Regions from separate parts of the Gossypium hirsutum genome. Here region 1 is linked to region 2. Evidence: chromatin contacts called from public Hi-C data. All regions are on one chromosome and are shown on one strand. Each heading gives the region's core, a stretch centred on a gene start, on an enhancer-like site or on the middle of the called end of the contact. The rest is flanking DNA. Distances are from core to core; before and after follow the strand shown. Region 1 has its middle 38 kb from the start of LOC107951916. Region 2 holds the start of LOC107951918 (probable dolichyl pyrophosphate Glc1Man9GlcNAc2 alpha-1,3-glucosyltransferase).

Region 1 (3,608 bases), core at 215-2,714, 230 kb after region 2:
GGACCGGCCACGCAAATAAACCATTCTAGGAATGAATGCGCAGACCCTTACCCCTTTATCCAAATGGTGACATTTCATTATATCTAAAAATACCAATAAATTTTGTTTGCTAAAACCATTTGCACCAAATCTGACAAAATCTAATCTGCTAGGGCTTCCTTCTAATCCCCTTGCGCCGATTGATTTTTCCCTCTACCGCAATACCAAGACACACCACACTCGGTGGTCAACAACGGCTAAAAATGGGTCTTTCAACCTTGTTTCAAAGCCATGTTCGGGTAAGCTTTCTCTCTTCCTCTTCTTTTTTTTTAAAAGTATATTTAAACTACATATTTTTAAGGCAGAAAACACAATACAAAAAATGAAATAGTGGTTGAATCGCAAGCAGAGAAAACTCCCATCTTCGTCGCTTCCTCGTCCCTCATCGGAACCCGAGTGGGTTTTGTGACGTTTGGGTCACCGGAGATTCACAACCGCGACAGAGAGCGAACCACGGTAAGATTTTATTATTATTTATGCTTTATTTCAAACAAAAATGAAGAAAAATAAAATAAAAGAGGCACCTTTGAGATATTAGTTTCTGATTTTTTTTATTTAAGAGTCTCCCCTTGATTACAATCGTTTTTTGTTGGCTTTATAGTCGATAACAAAAGTTCTTTGTTACTATTTACTTTTTACTATTTCTGCTTTGTCTTGCGTGTCTCTCTACTCCATTTTTGTTCTTTGTCGGCTTGTTTGCAGGTCTGTGGTAGTGTTGCAGCGGAGAAGGTGCTGACACCAATTGAGGAGCTTCGCGGTGCAAAGGCTAGGGGCTAGGGTTTTCCATCCGAAAATTTGTTTATGTTTTGGGCCATGGGCTTAGGGTTTCTTTTTGTATTTTGGGCTGTTAATGGGTCTTGTAAAAAAAAACAATGGACTGTTATTATTTTGATTTTCTTGATTTTAGGTTTCTGGGTTATGGGCCCCAGGCTAAATTGGGCCTCTACACTTCAAAAAAATAAAATAAAAGTAAAAATTAAAAAGCAGTTTTAAAAATTAAAACGGTCAGAAAAAAATTAACAGTATAATTAAATACTATTAAAAATGATTTAAAATATCTTTAAACAAATTTCAAATAAATAACTAATATATTTTATTTTTTTAAACAGAATTGATTAATTAAAACATTTTAATTTAAGAACAATGATTTAATAAATTAAAATAGTGTTAAAAATAAAATTTTAAAAATATGGTTAAATCTTAAATAGCTCAATAAAGTTTTTCTAATAATGATTTAAAAATTAAATAGTTTATTTAATTTTTTACTACTTAAAAAACATATATTTTTTTTGAATAAAAATCGACTAGCCATTAATTTAAATTAAACAATAACAGAAGTTGGATGCTAAAACGTGGGCCTACTGGGTATACCCCCAACCGGTCCATTAAATAAAAATAAAAGAAAGAGAAAAACTAGTGGAAAGCAGAATACTTAAAGCTACGAAAATAGAAAACCTAGGGTAATAATTACTAGTCGAATCAGATTGTAGCTGGACACCATTTACAAATCGTCCTTTCATTTCCAAAAAACCTATTGTTGCATTTGATAGCTTTTCAATTTCTTTCAGAAAGTCATTCTCAATCTGGGAGCCTACTCCATCTTCCATCGGAACGCACATAAAGGCGGTGTAGTGCCTCTCCTTCCAGGTGTGTTTCTTCTCCCTTCTTAGTGCTTCTTCTGCAATTTTGTGAGCCGAGATGTTCTCGGTTCTATTAATAAATTGGAACATGATTTCTTGAAAAAACTCCGACTTTTTTTGAATATCACTGATGATTTCTCCTATAACTAACTTATCTTGCATCGATGTTTGACATTTCTTTATGACGGTTCGTGAATCCCCCTTTACCGTAATTGAGTGTATACCCAGGGAAAGTCTAAGATTAATCGCATGAAGACCTGCATAAGCTTCTGCTGTAAAAGAAGTTGAAACATTTGAATTTAAGACCGTCTTCGTAACAAGAATTACTCCCATCTGATCCTGAACCACCAGGCCTGCCATCGATTTGAAATCCCTTCGGTTAAAAGTAGCATCAAAGTGAATCGTCATCCCAGAACTCGTATCTCTCTGAATGGCCCTCGTAGTCGTACACAAGGTACTCCTTTTTTCTGCCAGACCATCAATCTCAGCCAAATACCTTTGAACTTTTGATGCTATCTCTCTTCCTTACTCAACTTTTCTTTCATGCATGAGCTTATTTCTTGACCTCCACAGGACCCATATGCCACAGCAAAGCAATCGACCTTTTGAGAGTTCTCTTTTGGAACATCCAAGTAAGCCAGCCCCAGAACCTCTGAACCAAAAAGTTATTAACCCAAGGAAGATCTAACATTTTCCAAACTTCTATTACTACATGACAGTACCGAAAGACATGTGATAAATCTTCTTCCCCAGATCTACATCGAGAACAAACAGCAGTGTCGACTACTCGTTTAGATCGCAAATTAACTAGAGTAGGCATATAGTTCCATGATGCTCTTCAAACTGTAATAGTAATCTTTGAGGGTAACTGTAAATTCCAGAGCTTTTTGTAGAAATTTTTTAAATCGGTATGTAATAATAAGTTGTTAGGATTCGAGCTAGTGCTTTGTAATAGTTTGTAGGCACTTCTGACCGAAAATCAACTCCTTGGAGTTCCGCTAGAAGGATTTGCAAAATCTTTTGGGCAGTGTCTGCTGGGAAGGTACTTAGCACTAGTTCAGACTTCCACATATTATTTGATGCATCAATTAAATCTGAAACTAATTGGACTTCATTATTGTTTTCGTGACTCTTAACAACCGTATCAATTCCTGGTATCCACTGATCATTCCACACTGAGATTCCAGTTGCTCGTCCAACTCTCCAACTCAGCCCATTTCGTAACAATCCTTTTGCAAACCAGACACTCTTCCAGGTAAGTGATGGTGAGTTACCCAATTGTGCATTAAAAAAAAAATCTGAACTTGGATAATACTTGGCTTTAAAAACTTTTTCCAATAACGAATTTGGATAATTAATAAGGCGCCACCCTTGCTTAGCTAACATAGCGATATTAAACTGGCTAATATTTCGAAACCCAAGACCTCCATTTTCCTTCTAAGTACAAAGGTTCTTCCACGCACACCAGTGTATACCCCTTCTTCCATGGCCCTTTTGCCACCAAAACTTGGCAATAATATTCTTAATCTCACCACACAACGTCTTGGGTAAAAAGAAACAGGCCATTAAGTAAGTTGGGATGGCTTGGAGTATGGACTTAATAAATACTTCTTTCCCTCATTGTGATAAATGTCTCGTACTCTATTGATCAATGTGCTGCTTGATTCGATCCTTTAAAATTTGAAATGGCTCCCTTTTCTTCCTGCCTACCATGTAGGCAATCCTAGGTAACGCTCTGGTTCACTCGAGCTTCGTACTCCCAATATATTACCCATCACTCTTCTATCAACATCAGGTGTATTCTTGCTAAAAAAGGCAACTGATTTGTTGAAATTAACGCATTGCCCTGAGCACATTCTGTACTTTCTAAAGATTTCTTTTAAGATATTAGCTCCTCTACTCGTTGCTTCACTAAATAAAATGCAGTCA
Region 2 (3,179 bases), core at 375-2,874:
CCCAAAATTAATATATGGTAATCATTGAGAGCCCCTTATATCTTACTTCAATAAAGCTTCCTATTAAGAAAAATTCCAAAGTGAACTTACATGTCTGATTTATGACCCAACTGCTTTTGTGGCAGGATAATCTGCAAGTGAACCTGTTGAGAAAGAGTTGTTTCTTCAGCATTCTTTAAAATGAAAGAAGGAGAAAAACTCCATAAGATCATGAGTTATATTGCTTCCAATTGAGAAAATGCTAAGGTAAAGAAAAAGTAGTACAGTATTCCTTCTTTCACAAGTGGGAAGGGTCCCAAACAACTTTCTTACACCTGGCAGTTTCACCTTCAGATGTTACACCAACTTTGCCTTCCAGAGCTGCCAACAAATAATTTAAAGGCATTAATCAATAAATAGAAAAAGGAAAACAAATCAATAGATTAGCTGGGCCTTTGAACCATGCAGAAAATGGAACCTGAATCAGGTTGAGTGATGTAGGCTCTCCTCCATATTACTCGTTCCTATGCATATGCAGAAACTAAATGCATGATGAACAACACCAAATGAAATGAACAAACAACAAAAGTAATATAATAAATATCTAGCACCATTTTGTAATTTTCCAAAAAGAGCGAAACAAAAGACACTTTCTACTTTGAAATCAACGTTATAGAATAAACAAGTTGCATTTCCTTTCTCAAGTAAAGCATTTAGGAAAACCAAGCTTATCTAGAAGACTCACTTTACCTTAGCACAAACATTTTCAAGAGTTACATAGTGCAAGCAATTGGGGGTGGTTAGACGATAAAGAGATTTTACTCAAAAAAAGAATAGTCAAAATTCGAGTTTCTATGATCAACTATACAAACAGGATCACGAGAATTTTTCACATTTGAAAGGTGGATGTCAGTAGTTGGCATCCCTTGATTAGATTAAACTGATTTATTTCAGTATAATTGCATCGTTGCAGTTACTGTTTACAGGAGGATTGAAAATTTTAGGGGAAACAGATCCTATTTGCAGCAACCTCGTTAAAATGTAACAGATCCATGCCTTAATCAGAGGCACCTCGATAAGGAATGGTGCAGAAGAAGGGGGGGGGGCGGAGAGAAAAAGAAAGATAGGCATAGACGTGGTGTTTGCCTTAATCAATGGCAACGATATCCAGCAGATCCGTACACAAATCTAAGATGTACCCATCAAGACCTAGGATCAGAAATCAATTACTTAAAAGAAAAACAAAGAAAAGAATATAGGAAATATATTATAGCAGCAGGTAAATGGGAAGAAAAAGAAAAAAAGAAGACCTTGAGTCGATGAACAGAAAGAAGAGAGCTGAGGATGCGTTCGTTGAGAGCAGTTCCTAGCACTACGGCATCGTGGCTGACTATGAGCTGCCTATAATGCTGTTCTAAACGATTAACAAAGACGGTGAGGAGTTAGAATTTCTAGGGTTTGATAGATTAATTCATATTATTAACGAACAAATTAAGTACCTAGGTAGTAGACTAGTAGCAGCACTAGTTAATTGTAAGTTTTCTTGTTCAGTTGCTGATTGAAGAGATTCAGATTAGAGAAAGAATAGCTTTGGTTTCGCTTCAACGCTGATTCACTCAGTTAGTTCACACGACCGTATTATAGACTATGTGCTAGATTGTATAATTCATTGACTTGATACACAAGGTGTCCCAAGCCACGTGCTCTATAATTTGACCCTATAATCAAGCCATTTCAAGACCGAAACATACTCAATCAACCACTCCATTTGTGCGTACATTCAAAAGACCTAAACATCTTTCAAACACATATAAACATACCAATTCAATCAACCTATTCCACCTAACCAATATGCTATTCAAATGCACGACATTTATACCAAAACAACTTCAATCAAAACAAGGCTATAATGCCACATTTCAAACACAAAACCTGTTCTATATAACTACATAAAGACACCAATTTAACCATTCACATTTCACTATAAACATACCAAAAGGACCATATATTACAAGGACTTAAAAGTGACCAAAAGACTTAAACTTGCCTAAGCATTATAAGTCTAACGTACAAAATACATACTCCAAATACATATTTATACCAAATTGTTCACTAACATATTCAAAGACATTCATTATAAAAAGGTCTTGTACATGCCATTTATAACCTTGGCCAAAACAACTCAAAAACTACTGAAGTGGTTGCTGGATAGTGTAATAGATCTTCGATAAACTTCCAACTGATTGAGCTTCTTATAATATACGAAACAAAGGAAAATAACTACGTAAGCAACTAGTGCTTAGTAAGCTCATATAAACTCAAACATAACTTACCATTCTTAAGCTCAATTTATAAAATACGCATAACATCTTTACCATACTCATAAGCTTAATACAATCCTATAAGCATCACCAAACTCACAAATTAGTAGGCTCATGTATAATGCATATATAAAATCAACCATTTCACAAATGAATCTTCATGAACATAACATTCATCACATAATCATATAGTTTCCTTCAATTCATTTGCATTCATCCAAATTTACCTTTCATAAGTTTATGAGCAATCATCCATTTAAACACATGCCTTGCCAACTACCTTTACTTACCCGTTGAACCATCTAGAATTACATCAGATACTTAGGAATATTCACACGATTGCCATAGTGTGCCTCATCAAAGGCTGCATCAAAATTTACTTTAATGTCGGACCCATTCGGGGGACACTATTCAACAGGTACGATTTCTTTAGTCAGTTTACTATTCTCACACTCGTCAATTTCCTTGCATATCTTGAAACCCATGCATCAGTATCACAGCCCATACTTCTCTTCCCCTTAAATAACCCCTTATTTCTATCAGTTCAAATCGCCCACAATGAGTAGCAAAATAAGCGACACTGCGACCCAGTATAGTTTTTGAATACCTAGGTAAGCCATTCCCAATAGTTCATGTTGATTCTTGTTAATATCCATTCGAGATTTAAACTTATCCAGACCTCTCTTGTAACAGGACAGTCATGTACCAGGTGGTCAACATTCTCAGCAATCCCTTCACATCTTGGGCATGCAGTCTCTGTCACCAGTCTTTTAGTGGATAAATTAGCTAGATTAAGGATGAAATTCCAATAAACTTTCCAAATGAAAATTTTAATTTTTGCTGGAATATTACTGTTCCATAATTTTTTTGTAGAAGCTT

The links. A called contact is a pair of places that touch in the nucleus more often than the background predicts.
Region 1: a Hi-C map of leaf shows a contact between it and region 2, with 2.1 times the contacts expected there. The contact joins the enhancer-like site here to the promoter of LOC107951918 in region 2. A contact is called at or near these places in 10 of 34 Hi-C or Micro-C datasets (anther, fibers, hypocotyl and 3 more).

Annotation. Positions count from the first base shown.
Region 1 is chrA02:84,127,982-84,131,589 of Gossypium_hirsutum_v2.1, forward strand. No RefSeq gene overlaps it. Among protein-coding and RNA genes, the nearest start is that of LOC107951916, 38 kb to the left of the region's middle. Within about 2 kb of position 1,465, at least 8 of the 9 cell types and tissues checked have an H3K27ac peak or open chromatin away from gene starts, as enhancers often do. A contact at or near this core is called in fibers and leaf, where this site is marked.
Region 2 is chrA02:83,901,365-83,904,543 of Gossypium_hirsutum_v2.1, forward strand. LOC107951918 (probable dolichyl pyrophosphate Glc1Man9GlcNAc2 alpha-1,3-glucosyltransferase) reads right to left here and starts at 1,625. Exons shown (of 9, transcript XM_041085018.1): 1 at 1,479-1,625; 2 at 1,290-1,393; 3 at 1,126-1,188; 4 at 265-360; 5 at 91-143.